3 separate regions of the Sus scrofa genome follow, and regions 2 and 3 are each linked to region 1. The links are chromatin contacts, called in public HiChIP or PLAC-seq maps. All regions are on one chromosome and are shown on one strand. Each heading gives the region's core, a stretch centred on a gene start, on an enhancer-like site or on the middle of the called end of the contact. The rest is flanking DNA. Distances are from core to core; before and after follow the strand shown.

The links. HiChIP or PLAC-seq counts read pairs in DNA pulled down with a chosen protein or histone mark.
Region 2: a contact with region 1 is called in an H3K27ac HiChIP or PLAC-seq map of alveolar macrophages. The contact joins two enhancer-like sites. A contact is called at or near these places in 2 of 2 datasets of contacts at active chromatin or transcription factors (alveolar macrophages and skeletal muscle).
Region 3: a contact with region 1 is called in an H3K27ac HiChIP or PLAC-seq map of alveolar macrophages. The contact joins two enhancer-like sites. A contact is called at or near these places in 1 of 47 Hi-C or Micro-C datasets (epiblast stem cells) and 1 of 2 datasets of contacts at active chromatin or transcription factors (alveolar macrophages).

The regions. Positions count from the first base shown.
Region 1 is chr8:73,358,588-73,363,024 of Sscrofa11.1, reverse strand. It overlaps MRPL1 (39S ribosomal protein L1, mitochondrial), which reads right to left. Exons shown (of 10, transcript XM_021100620.1): 4 at 315-573. Among named protein-coding and RNA genes, the nearest start is that of CNOT6L, 25 kb to the right of the region's middle. Within about 2 kb of position 2,439, at least 12 of the 83 cell types and tissues checked have an H3K27ac peak or open chromatin away from gene starts, as enhancers often do. A contact at or near this core is called in alveolar macrophages, where this site is marked.
Region 2 is chr8:73,121,128-73,125,564 of Sscrofa11.1, reverse strand. It overlaps LOC110262133 (a long non-coding RNA gene), which reads left to right. Exons shown (of 3, transcript XR_002346721.1): 3 at 78-814. Among named protein-coding and RNA genes, the nearest start is that of CXCL13, 52 kb to the right of the region's middle. Within about 2 kb of position 1,959, at least 2 of the 83 cell types and tissues checked have an H3K27ac peak or open chromatin away from gene starts, as enhancers often do. A contact at or near this core is called in alveolar macrophages, where this site is marked.
Region 3 is chr8:73,184,527-73,188,963 of Sscrofa11.1, reverse strand. No RefSeq gene overlaps it. Among named protein-coding and RNA genes, the nearest start is that of CXCL13, 120 kb to the right of the region's middle. Within about 2 kb of position 2,658, at least 1 of the 83 cell types and tissues checked has an H3K27ac peak or open chromatin away from gene starts, as enhancers often do. A contact at or near this core is called in alveolar macrophages, where this site is marked.

The DNA of each region.
Region 1 (4,437 bases), core at 1,190-3,689:
TTGTGGCTCAGCAGAAACAAATCCAACTAGGAACCATGAGGTTGTGGGTTCAATCCCTGGCTTCTTCACTCGGTGGGTTAAGGATCTGGCATTGCCATGAGCTGTGGTATAGGTCGCAAACACAGCTCTGATCCTGCATTGCTGTGGCTGTGGCGTAGGCCGGCAGCTGTGGCTCCAATTCGACCCCTGGTCTGGGAACCTCCATATGCTGTGGGTATGGCCCTAAAAAAAAAGCGAGAGAAAAAAAAAAAAAGAAACAGCAATTCATTCAACCACAGTTCACAAATAAATTTATTTTAATTGAGTCTACATACCTTCTTCCCCAGAGTCATGTCCAGTGTCAAATCAAGATAAACACCTTGATTTGGATTAGTAAAGTCCAGAACTTGAAATTTCTTAAGTAAGTGAATCGCTTTCTCTACCTCGTATATCTGCCTTGGATATAAGCGTTTTAGGTAGACATCATCTTCAGGCTCACCTTCCATAAAGGGATATGATTTTATTTTTTCTATATCATCTTTTTTTTCATCTGATGCTTTTCCTTTGGCACCCTTTTGTGTTTTCTTTGCAGGCCTTAAAAAAAATAATAAACTCAAGATCAGTCATCACAATACGTAGTTCAAGAGACTTAAAAAGCTCAATGTACATTAGAAAAAAATGGCAAAAGATAAAGCTTATTTTAATTCAAAAGCATAGATTGCTTTATAGTTTTTCTATTTCAACAAATATTCGGTGAACTTTTGAACTATTGATACAAAGTTGAATAAGGCACTGATGCTGCTCTCTAGAAACGTTAAGAGTAGAGTAGGCAGACAGGCAAATAGGTAATTTCTATATAATGTGGTAAGTACTATGAGACCATTATCAGGGCCAAAGGGAAGCTAGCCCAGGAGGTCAGAGAAGGGTTCTGAAAGAGATGACCCCCAAGTCAATTCTTGAAGGACAAGGAAGAATTAGCCCAGATATATACTCAAGAGAGGTGAAAATATATATGACTCCACAAAAATTTGTACACTAATGTTCATATCAGCATTACTCAAAAAAGCCAAAAAGTAAAACAACCCAGATGTCCATCAACTGATGAACCAATACCCAAAATGTGGTATATCCTTACAGCAGAATGTTAGTAAGAAATGAAAAGGAATGAAGCGCTGATACATGCTGCAATATGTATGAACCTTAAAAACATTATGCTAAGTGAAAGAAGCTAATCACAAAGACCACATATTGTAAGGTTCCATTTATAGGAACTATTAAGAATGGGTACGTCTACAGAAACTGAAAGTAGATTTAGTGGTTGTCTAGGGCCAAGGGAGAAGGTTAGGGGAATGGGAAGTGGCTGCTAGTGGGCATGAGCTTTCGTTTTTGTTTTTTTCAAAACACTGGAACTCCCCAATTGGTTTCAAGAAAGCATTTCTTTTCTTTTTTTCTTTTCTTTTTTCTTTTTTTGCCCACGCCCACAGCATGCAGAAGTTCCTGGACCAGGGATCAAAACGGAGCCACAGCAGTGACCCAAGCCACAGCAGTGACAATGCTGGATCCTTTAACTGCTAGGCCACCAGGGAACTCCAGGAATGGGGTTTTGAGTAAAAATAATGAAAATGTTCTAAAATTGTTGCGCAACTCTGTGAGTATACTGAAAAGCACTAAATTGTACACTTTAAATGGGTGAATTATATATATGTAAATTATATCTCAATAAAGCTATTGTTTAAAAAATAGAGTTAGCCAGGCAAAGAAACAACATAACATGCACTGAAGCATGATAAACAGAATGGTACACAATGGAACTATTATAAGTTCTAGATGACTAGAAAAGGGGATGGTAAACGTTCTCTGTAAGGGACCAGGTAGCAAATGTTTTCTGGTCTCCTGTCTCAATGACTCAGCTCTGCCACTACAAGGTGAAAGTAGCCACAGACAACACAAAAATGAGTGAGTGCAGCTGTGTTCCAAAAAAATTTTTCAGGTGTCACAAAAGATTGTTATTTTCTTGTTTTCTCCCAAATCATTTAAAAATATAAAAAAATACATAAAACTCATTCTTAGCTTATAAACCATACAAAAATAGATGGCAGTGCTATTTATCGTGGAGAGAACAACAAATACTAGTTTTTTCTGAAGGCTCTTATTAATAAACATGATTTTCTCTTTTTTATAGGTAAATAAAATATTCTTGTAACATTAAATAAATTCCTGGATAAGCCTAAATAAATAAACGACAGGCCAGATTTTTTTGGCCCACTGGCCGTATTTTGCTAACACCTAAAGGGTAAAGCAGAAGGCATGAAAAAGCAGCAGATCAGGCTAGAGAATCCAGATCACAAAGGGCCTCCTCTAGAGGCAATGAGAAGCCACTGAACAGGAGTGACATCTGTATCTCAAGTAGAGGACTCTGGCTACAACGTAAAGGATGGATTTGAAGGAAGTTGCATCAGAGACAATCAAGAGACAACTCCCTTCCTTTCTTCTCAAGGAGATATAACAGCCTGAATCAGAGTAGTGAGAGCTAAGAGGATGGAAAGATTGTTATAGAGATGTCTTACAAGGTAAATATTGAAGATAGGGAAAGGGGAAAGAGAAGACTCTAGAATACTTCATAGTTTTCTGGTTTGGGTGACTAGACATAGAGCAGTATCATTAACCAAAACCAGAAATAAAGAAAGCAAAACAGCCTTCTTATGAGGAAGGTAGTCAAAGAGAAGAGTTGAGCTGGGGCAATATAGCTTGAGTGTGGGATTAGTTGCATCATGGGCCCCAATTCCTTATCGCTCCCTCTATTCAAGTTCCTTTGCTATGTAAGTAACTTTGCAGTTCCTCCCACTTAAAAGGGTGGGGTATATTTCCCAGTGCCTAGATCTAGTCGTGTGACTAGGAGGGCACTATAACAAAACAAAAGTGACTGTTTCTTGTTCTAAGAGGCCTTAAGAGGCTTCAATTGTTTCCACTTGTAAGTCTGTATTTCTGCCATTTTCATAAGAACAGGCCTGGGCAAGCCCAAAGGTAGGAGGTTGAGAGGCCTGAAACAGCACTGCCCCCACAGAGCTCCAGGCAATTCTCAGCTGACCTCAGACTCCCAGATGCACAGCAAGCCCAGCAAAGGTCATCAGAGGTACCCATTCAAATCTAGCTTAGATCAGCTCACCCACAGATGTGGGGCAATATTAATTAATTGTAGGGTGGTTTGTTAAGACGATGCTTACAAAATATCTAAGAAAATATGTTCAACAACAGTTTGAATCTAAAAAGAAAAGACAGAACTAGAGGTGATATATTTTCTCAGTACTCTTTCAATTACACCTTTAACGTTTTTAACATAAAAGACTTAAATCAATGAAATGATATTCTAGAAAGACATCTGGGTTCTGTGGTAGACAGAATAATGGCTTCCCAAAGATGTCCATAACTACATGGCAAAAAAGAACTTTGCAGACGGGATTAACATTAAGGAACAGGAGATGGGGAGAGTGCCCTGGGCTACCCAGGCAGGCCCAGGGCCCAATCTAAGCACTCAAGTCCCTGAAAGCAGAGAAACTTTCCCCTTTCTATACCTGACAGACAAGGGAAGAGACAGGAGAAATCTGAGCATGGAAGGATCCAACATGCCATTCCTAGCTTTGAAGATGGAAGGGAAGCCACGAGCCAAGGAATATGCGCAGCCTCTAAAAGCTGGGAATGGCAAGGAAACAGAGTCTACCTTGGAGCCTCTAGAAAGAATGAAGCTCTGATGACATCTTGATTTTAGCCAAGTGAGATCCATGTCTGACCTCTGACCTACAAAGCTACGAGATAATAAACCTGTGTTGTTTTAAGCAAGGAGGTTTGTGGCAATAGAAAACTAATATGGGGTCCTATAAAATTTACGGGAGAGAAATGGATGACAATAAAATGATTTTTAGAAAAAGAATCTCAAAAAGCAATGCAACACATAATTCCATTCTCACTTAACAGCACTCAATGAATCCTTATTTTTACATAACTAATAATAGTATCCTCCCAGCTAATGAGCAATTCAGCAGAATAGCAGATAATAACAGTGCTTATTTTTAATAGGACACAGGTGTCCTACTGGGTTGCTGACAAGTCTTAAGTAGGTGCCCAAGTAGATGGCTGCAACATGCCTCAATAGCACTTGGAAGTACCCCACAAAACTCTGAAACCTTCCAAACCAGAAAAATCACATTTTATATTTAGTAATAGAGCAGTGAAGCCAATAAAAGAAGCCTAGAGAGCCTGTTTTAATAATAAATTCTCAATCTAAAATAAGCAAAGGAATAAATATCCTAGCTTAACCTACAGATTTATTTACATAAATGCTAATTTCACCACTAAATTTTTAATCATGGCTGACTGTCAATTTAATTTGCAATTAGTAATATGAAGTTCCCAGAGGCTAAAATATTTTTTAAATTAACAAATATTTGCAAAACCCAATAA
Region 2 (4,437 bases), core at 710-3,209, 240 kb after region 1:
TAAAAGATGGTGACTTCTGTGTGACGTGCACTCTCTCTGTGACTCCTTTCATTTGTGCATTCTGATAAATCAAACAGCTGAATGGTGAATTTCCCTATGGAGTGGCCATGTGACCAAAAGTGGGTGTCCTCTGGCCAATAGCCAGTGAAGCACTGAAGCCCTCAGTCCAACAGCCTGCCAGGAACCGAATCCTGCCAACAACCATGTAAGTGAGCTGGGAAGAGGTTCTTCCCCATTCAGGTCTTGAGATAATTGGAGCCCCCGCCCCCCACCAACACTGTCATTGGAGCCTCATGAGAGACACTGAGCTAGAGGACCCAGCTGAGCTGCACCTGGACTCAGAACCTAGGAATTCACTACTTTGCTATTTGAATCCAGGAAGTTTGGGATACTTTGTTATTCACTGTTACATAAGCAGTGCATATCTTGGTGCTAGAAGTGGGATGCCTTTGTAACAAATGCTTAAAAATTTCAGAGCTGCTTTGGGACCAGCCAGTGGGAGGAGGCTGGAAAGATTTTGGGGAGCATGGTAAAGGAAGCTTAAGTTGCCTGAACAACCTGGCGGTAGAAATCTGGATGGTACTGGAAACTGGACGAAGGAGAATCCTTATTATGTACTGGCAGGAATCTTAGCAACACTGTGTCGTCCGCCCTTCAGTGGAAAGTAGAAGCAGGCTGAATGAACTTGGTGATCTAGCTGAGGAGATTTCCAAGAGTGTTGAAGGTGCTGCCTCCTTTCTTCTTGCTGCTTATAATAAAATGCAAGAGGAGGAGTTCCCATTGTGGCTCAGTGGTAACGAATCTGACAGGTATCCATGAGGTTGCAGATTTGATCCCTGGCCTGCTCAGTGGGTTTAGGATCCGGCGTTGCTGTGAGCTGCGGCCAAATCATAGACGTGGCTTGGATCCCGCGTTGCTGTAATGTGGTATAAACAGGTGCAGCTCCGATTTGACCCCTAGCCTGAGAACTTCCATATGCCACACATACGGCCCTAAAAAGCTAAATAAATAAATAAATAACATTTTAAAAATGAAATGGAAGAGAAGAGAACTTGAGAGAGGGATTGTTAAACCAAAGGAGCCAAAACTTGAAGGTTTTGAAAAATCTCTTTAGAGAACAAAAAATGCCAAAATTAAGAAATGACTTCTGGGTACTGTCAGGAAGCCAAGGGAGCAATGGTACATTTTGTTAAGACCTCAGAGATGTCGAAAGACCAGGTAATGGAGTTCCCTTCGTGGCTCAGTGGTTAATGAATCCGACTAGGAACCATGAGGTTGTGTGTTCGATCCCTGGGTTGTGGGTTCGATCCCTGGCCTTGCTCAGTGGGTTAAGGATCTGGCATTGCCGTGATCTGTGGTGTAGGTCACAGACGCAGCTCGGATCCTGCATTGCTGTGTCTCTGGTGTAGGCCGGCGGCTACAGCTCCGATTGGACCCCTAGCCTGGGAACCTCCATGTGCCCCCGGAGCGGCCCTAGAAAATGCAAAAAGACAAAAACAAATAAACAAAGAACAGGTTATTCAGTCCACAAAGGTCCCTTTCAAGAGATTAAGGACACAACTCTCACAAATAGGACCCATGGGGAACTTAGAACATGGTCTTTCATTCTCAGCAGGAGCCCAGGGTAGGGAACAGCTGATCTAGAAGAGCTTTATGGGTGTGGCGTTTGTCTAATGGTGGGAACCCCAACGAATTGCACAGAGGCCCCATCACCTTTTTGAGAAAACTGTATCACAGAAACTCTGCCAGCTGGGACTGAAAGGGACAGAGACAGGACAAAATAAGAAGCCACTGGACTTCCAAAACTCTTCTGGCAGGAAGCAAGCTGAGAACATTATTTGGCCACAAACAAGTGCTACCTTTCATGAAAAAGTAAGGATGACTCAGAGGCTGGAACAGCCTGGAGAGTAGAGCCACGAGCTGCGGAGAATTACTTCCAGGCCTCAGACACAGAAGGAGGAACTTGCAGCAGTCCCACCGCTTCTGGATTTCAGAACTGCAGTAGTCAGGGACTCCTCTGTGTATCCCTCTCCCTCCTTTCTGAGCAGGAGTCTCTCTAGTACTTGCAGGCCATTGTCCTTTGGGTGTGTTGGGGGCAGATAACTACCTCTTTGTTCTCACAGAGCTACAGGTGGACAGCTCCTTCTTTATTACAAGGAGCTGTATGTAAGGAGATACACCTGGAAATTCCCATTATGGCTCAGCACTAATCAGCCTGACTAGTATCCATGAGGATGCTGGCTCGATCCCTGGCCTTGCTTGATGAGTTAAGGATCCGGCCTTGCGTGAGCTGTGGTGTAGGTTGCAGATGAGGCTCAGATCTGACATTGCTGTGGCTGTGGTGTAAGCTGGCAGCTGCAGCTCTGATTCGACCCCTAGCCTGGGAACTTCTGTGTGCTGCAGGTGGGGCCCTAAAAAGCAAGAAAAAAAAAATGGAGATACACCCAAGGAGACTCATCCATACTGGGACCGTTTGTTTAGATGAGATTATGGATTTTGACACCCATAGTTATTGCCCAGCTGGCTGTCCTCTTTGGTAGTCTCATTTACTCAAGCACTTATCGAGCACCTACTGTTTACCTGTCACAGAGTTACATGTAGGGTATTCAAAGGTAAGTAATACATGGCTCCTAACTTTAATTCTGGTGGGAAAGACAGAGGAGAAGTAAGTATGACATAGTAATATACCCAGCATGCAGTGAGAGCGGAGTGGTAGCATCTAAATCAGGGAAGCCAAGAAGGGGTCCTGATGAGGAGATACCTGAGCCAGGTCCTGAAGGATGAGTAGATGTGATTTGGGTTGACTGAAATTACTAGTCATGTAGTTCAGAAATGGTTGGTTACTGGTAATTTAATATGGTCCAACTTGATAGGTAGGTAAGGAGCTTTTTTATTTTTTATTTATTTTATTATTTTTTTTTTAGGGCCACACTCAAGGCATATGGAAGGTCCTGGATCAGGGGTTGAATCCAAGCTGCGACTGTGACCTATGCCACAGTTAAGGCAATGCTGGATTCTCAACCCACTGCACAGGGCCTAGGATAGAACCCATGCCGCAGCAGAGACAGTGCTGGATCCTTAACTCTGTGCACCACAGTGGAAACTCCAGGTGAGGCGTATTCTAAACCGAGGACCTTCCAGTTGAAAATGATGAATTGGGTGCAAATAGGTTTAACAACTGGACATGTTTTCCCAGGACAAATTAGTCATTCCTGCTTTTGTCCACTGCATGTTACTGGCTTGGCGGCTCCAGAGCTTTCCTCCCCAGACTTGAGAGCGGACGCGAGTGAAATGGCCGTGAGAGCCAAGGGGGGCGAGTCAGGGTAAGCTTGTCCACCGGTATTACCGCCACTTTGATGGTGACAGGCAACAGCTGGGTGCTCTCTGTACACAGGCAGCACATTTGTCCTGGGGGGTGAACAGTTCCAAGGAAAAGGCGCTGTCACGGGGAAGGCGATGAATGTGCCATTCCTGGGAGTCCACCGTGTTATTAAACACCGCTGTTGTCAGCCAGCTGCCAACAATTCCATCCTTGCTGTGGCTGCAGAGACGCTGAAAGTGGGTGAAATGCTGATCACTGAGTTTCACCACTTACTTGGAATATGAATCACAAATGAATTTGCACTAATGATATTTTTAGAATGGCTTTGTATCATTTTCATTGAATATTTTGTGTGTTGACTCTTCACTCTGTTAACAGCCTGGTTTGCCTCAAGAAAAATGTAATGAGCATACTGGGGGTTTTTGCTTGCTTGCTTTTTTTTTTTTTTTTTTTTTTTACTGGAGCATTGTAAGATAAAGGAAAATGGATGCGTTCATTAAAAAAAGGTGAGCAAAAAATTCAGGGAGCAAGAGGACATATACACAACACAAGGGGATCATGGTAACAAAAATATTTGGAACCACTGACCAAGGGGGAAAAAAATGTAGCTGCCTTGGTTCTCTGCTGAGGAAGCATCCCCAGTGCTTTGGGGGCTGAGCCCATAGATTTCAAGTCTGAACAAGATCTTTCTTTTGCTCTTCCCACTCTTAAAAAAAAATTTCAACTTTACATGGCCAATGTGTTCCGTTCCAATGTTGTGATAGAAATTCCTGAAGAACATTTGATTTGGCTCAAGCATCTCCTGACCTGGAAATCGAGGGTCCTGATTCTGCCTGGCACAAGCCGCAGGCCTCAGGGGCCTGGTTCCTGGGGGTGGGGGTGGAGGTGGGGGTGGGAGGATGTCCAGCCAGTCCTGGGCCCCAGCAGACCAGCACCACCCCTCCCCCGGTTGTGGTGGGGCCCATTCTTCAACAGAACCTGAAATCTTCAACTACCACTAAAAAGGCATTTAAACATTTTTAAAAGGCAAAAACCCAAGAGCAAGGATGCTGAGAGGAAAAGGAAGCTATATAACTACTTGGCAAGTGGTAACAGACTTAGTGGCCCAGAGAAAG
Region 3 (4,437 bases), core at 1,409-3,908, 170 kb after region 1:
GGCTGTGCTGTGATGTTGCCATAGTTATTGATCTCACATTCAAAGGGAGGAGGTGTAGGTGGATCTGATGAAGGAGAAACATTATCTTTGGAGGCGCCTGCTATAGGTGACAACTTTGCAAGTTATCCAGACAAAGGGAAGTTTCTCTAGCAAAGTGGAGGACCCCGAAGGTTCAGGCTGTGGGGATTCAAGCTTCTCTGGCTTTTCTGAGAAATGTCCCCATCCCAGGTTTTAGAGTCTCACTTTTAATGCACAACCTGGAAGACTGCCGAGACTCATTGTGGTTCTGCTACTGTTATGCAAATCCTGGTCATGGTCTTTAGTCCTGTTTGCTGCTAAAATAATGGTCCTTAGACACTGCCCTGGATGTATCTGACTTTTCACAGTGTGTCTTGTGTTATAGCTGGCTAATATGGGCCTGTCTTTCTCTTTTTTTGAGGTGTCTAAAGTCAGTTTTGAGAACCAGACAGCCCCACAATCACCATACTTACCATTGCACCATACTGGTTAAGTGCTAGTTCTGTAACCATGTAACCGATGCTTCCCTTCCACTTGCACTTCAAATCCACCACCAGTGAGAGCATCAACCAGCAACAGAGTGACTAGAATGTGATCCAGGCCCAGAATCCCATCTTGAGCATTTGCTTCCCTGGGTTACTTATGATAATGGCTGTCTTAGCCTAAGTTTCACAAAGGGCAGAGCCTATGAGGTCTTTTGTGTAGCTAATTGATTTGGGGATGTGATCTCAGGAAAAAAGAAAGAGGACTGGGGAGAGTCAGTGAAGGAGGACCAGCCAGTTTGTTGGTGAGTTCTCGGGCTGATCACCTCTGTGATCCCACTGGGAACCTTCTGAGGAGCCATGTAAGACACACCTGAGAATATCCACCTGAGGAATGAAGAGAAGATTTATCCAGTGGTTCCTAGATCCTCTTGATTAAAGGTCACTTACTTGATGAGAACTTTCTCATATGTCCAGACCTAGCTTTTATCTTCAAATATGACTTGATAAGGCATCTTGAAATTCTTTTTTTTTTTTTTTTTTTTAATGTCTTTTGAGGGCCGCACCCGCAGCACATGGAGGTTCCCAGCCAGAGCTGTAGCCGCTGGCCTATGCCACAGCCACGGCAACGCCAGATCCAAGCCACGTCTGTGACCTACACCACAGCTCACAGCAATGCCAGATCCTTAACTTACTGAGTGAGGCCAGGGATCGAACCCACGACCTCATGGTTCCTAGTCAGATTCGTTTCCGCTGCACCACAATAGGAACTCCGGATCTTGAACTTCTATTGAAGCAAATCAAGGAAATAAAATTATAATAGCAATTGATAAATTTCATATTAAACTAAATTGAAGCATAGTCCTATATTTTCTGAGCATTTTTTTTTTTCTTTTTAGGTCCACACTCGTGGCATATGGAGGTTCCCAAGCAAGGGGTCAAATTGGAGCTACAACTGCCGGCGTACGCCACAGCCACAGCAGTGTAGGATTTGAGCCACGTCTGTGACCTACACCACAGCTCACAACAATGCTAGATCCTTAACCCACCAAACGAGGCCAGGGATCGAACCCTCAACCTCATGGTTCCTAGTGGGATTCGTTTCTGATGTGCCACAAGGGGAGCTCCTGAGAATGTTATTATACTTGCATCCCTTTCTTATTTGTGGATCATGGCAAATATGTAAATTAATATAAAGCAAGAATTTACTGTCATATATGGTTTATTATGTATCAGGTACTATATATGCTTTATATGTATTAATTCATTTAATCTTTACAACTCAATAAAATATGTATTGTCATTCTCTTAATTTTTGAGGTGAGGAAATGTGATTTTCTTAATTTTCAGGTGAGGAAACTGAAGGCCAGAGAGGTGTCACTCCATAGCTGTATGAGCCTGGCCTGAGTTGGTGCAGGAATCAGGAAAGAGCTCTACGGAAGTTCCAGACTAGAGTTCAAGAGGCCCTTCCCATTGGGTCATGGGACCCTGCCGACCTATGGTGTTAGAGGTCCAGCTGCTATGGACCTCTATACACAGTGGGAGAGGGAAAGTATAAGTCTTGGGCACCCAGGAGGACACTTGGGGAATTCTAGGTACTCCCTTGCCCTATTTTGCTGGGAAGTTGCAAGTACAGGAGTCATGGCCTGGAAAAGGGCATGGCAACCAGGCCCTAGGTCAGCCATCAAGACCAGCAGAGGCTTAGAGGTAGCTGACGGTGAGTAGATAGTGGAGGAGAGAGATGAGGAGTATCAATCGTAGCCCCAGAACAGCTGCAACAGAAAGGCTGTGGTTCAGGTTACTAAGCTTTCCCTTGTAAGTTTCAGTGGGGCGAGGGGGATGGAGGTGATTTCAGAATTATTATATGAAACAGGTGACTTTGAGTGGCCCATGGTGATGTGGTGTATTGCTTTGATTCCTGTGTTCGGCATGGAAACACTCATTCTCTCATCTACTGGGAGTGGACTCTCCACTGAGACGCTCTCTGAGAATTACCTGGGGCTGAGGAGGGAAAGCTTCCTGGCCCAAAGTCATGCCCAATGCCAAGACAAGACACTGGTCTGCAGCCAATGTCTGGTAAATGTGGGGTTATAAGGCTTGGCTCCCTCATATCAATATGTGACAATTCTAAAGGGGCGTGCCAGTTTGAGTCCCCATGGGAATGACTAAGGCCTTTATCATGACCCACTTGATAGTCATTTCTTCCTTCACTTCCCATATTTGATTCTGAGCTCTCTCCAAAAACTTCCTGAATGCCTGTTTTCATCTCAAAATCTGTTTCCTGGGACATTCACATGGCAGGTAATTAGACTAGTGCTCTTGGATTATAGACGCTTGCTACAGAAAACCATTGTACTTGGCACACAAAAGAAATTCCTAGTGTGTGTGTGTATTTTATAAATATGTACCAATCACTTAAAACTGTGCAAAACATAGAAATAAACATGTAGGCCTTATTTAAAAGGGCAATGTAGACCAAACGGTGTAATTTATGAGGGTTTTTTTTTTTTAATGTTTCCATGTGGATGAGATTTAGACATATCTTTCATAAAGGATTGTATTAGGATTCAGTTGAAAAACAGAAGCTATTTCAATTAAGATGAATATAATCTAGGGAATGAGTTAAATGGAAGAGGAAAAATGAAGGCAAAGAGTGAATGGTGAGGCAAACCAGAGATGAATAACTCCAACAGCCACTATAACCTTTAAGCCATGGAAATCAAGAGGAGATGGGGTTACCAGATCCAAGAAAGTGGGTTTACCTACCAGGAGCTAGCACCATGGCAGCGGCTGCCTGCAGGAGGTGCTGGCACAAAGGGAGGGCCTGTCTTTGGGGTGTTGGGGTCACGAAGAAGATTTGGAGGCTGCTAGAAATGCCATCAGTTGCTGTAAGAGGAGAAATACTATGACTTTCCTCCCCTCTTCCCTCTAGTTCACCGTGTCTCTCATTGGCTGAACTTAAGCCTGGAAAATGGTGCATCCTGTGGTACATTCAGGATGGAGAAATGGTGAGAAATGCACCGGGAAGCAAACAAGTAAATCACAGCATGCACAGCTGTTTTCACATCTGAGCATTTATCTTTGTGCTTCTCATCATTTTATTTTCATTTTAAAAATTATTTTATTTGCAGCATCTTTTTTTTTGTGGTAAAATAGATAATAAAATATACTGTCCTAACCGTTTTTAAATGTTCAATTCAGTAGTGTTAAGTATATTCACACTGTTGGGCATACAACAGATTTCTAGAACTTTTTCATCTTGCAGAATTGAAACTCTGTATCCAGAAGTGAAATTGCTGACTCACATGATATTTCTATTTTTTTGAGGAACCGCCATACTATCTTTTTAATTTTCCCACCACAGAGCAGAAGGGTTCCAGTTTCTCCACATCCTCATCAACACTTGTTTTCTGCCTTTTTTTTTCTTTTTTAATGGTAGTCATTCTAATGTGTATACAGTGGTGGCATCTCATTGTAGTTTAGATTTTCATTTCCCTAGTTATTAGTGATCGTCTCATTAGCTTCTTTAGAAAAAGAAGACGTACAAAGAACTATTCAAGTCTTTTGCCCATTTTTGGTTGGGTTGTTTGTGTTTTTGTTATTAAGTTTCAGGAGCTCTCTATATCCTCATTATTAACCCCTTATTAGATACATGATTACAAGTACTTTCTCACATTCTGTGGACTGCCTTTTTATTCTGTTGATAGAGTCCTCTGTTTCTGTTGCATAAAAACTTTTCATTTTGATGATGTAAATTAGTCTATTTTTTCTTTTCTTTTCTTTTTTTTTTTTTTAGGGCCGCACCCACAGCATATGGAAGTTCCCAGGCTAGAGGTCGAATGGGAGCTGTAGCCTCCGGCCTACACCACAGCCACAGCAAAGCCAGATCCGAGCTGTGTCTGCGACCTACACCACAAATCATGGCAACGCCAGATCC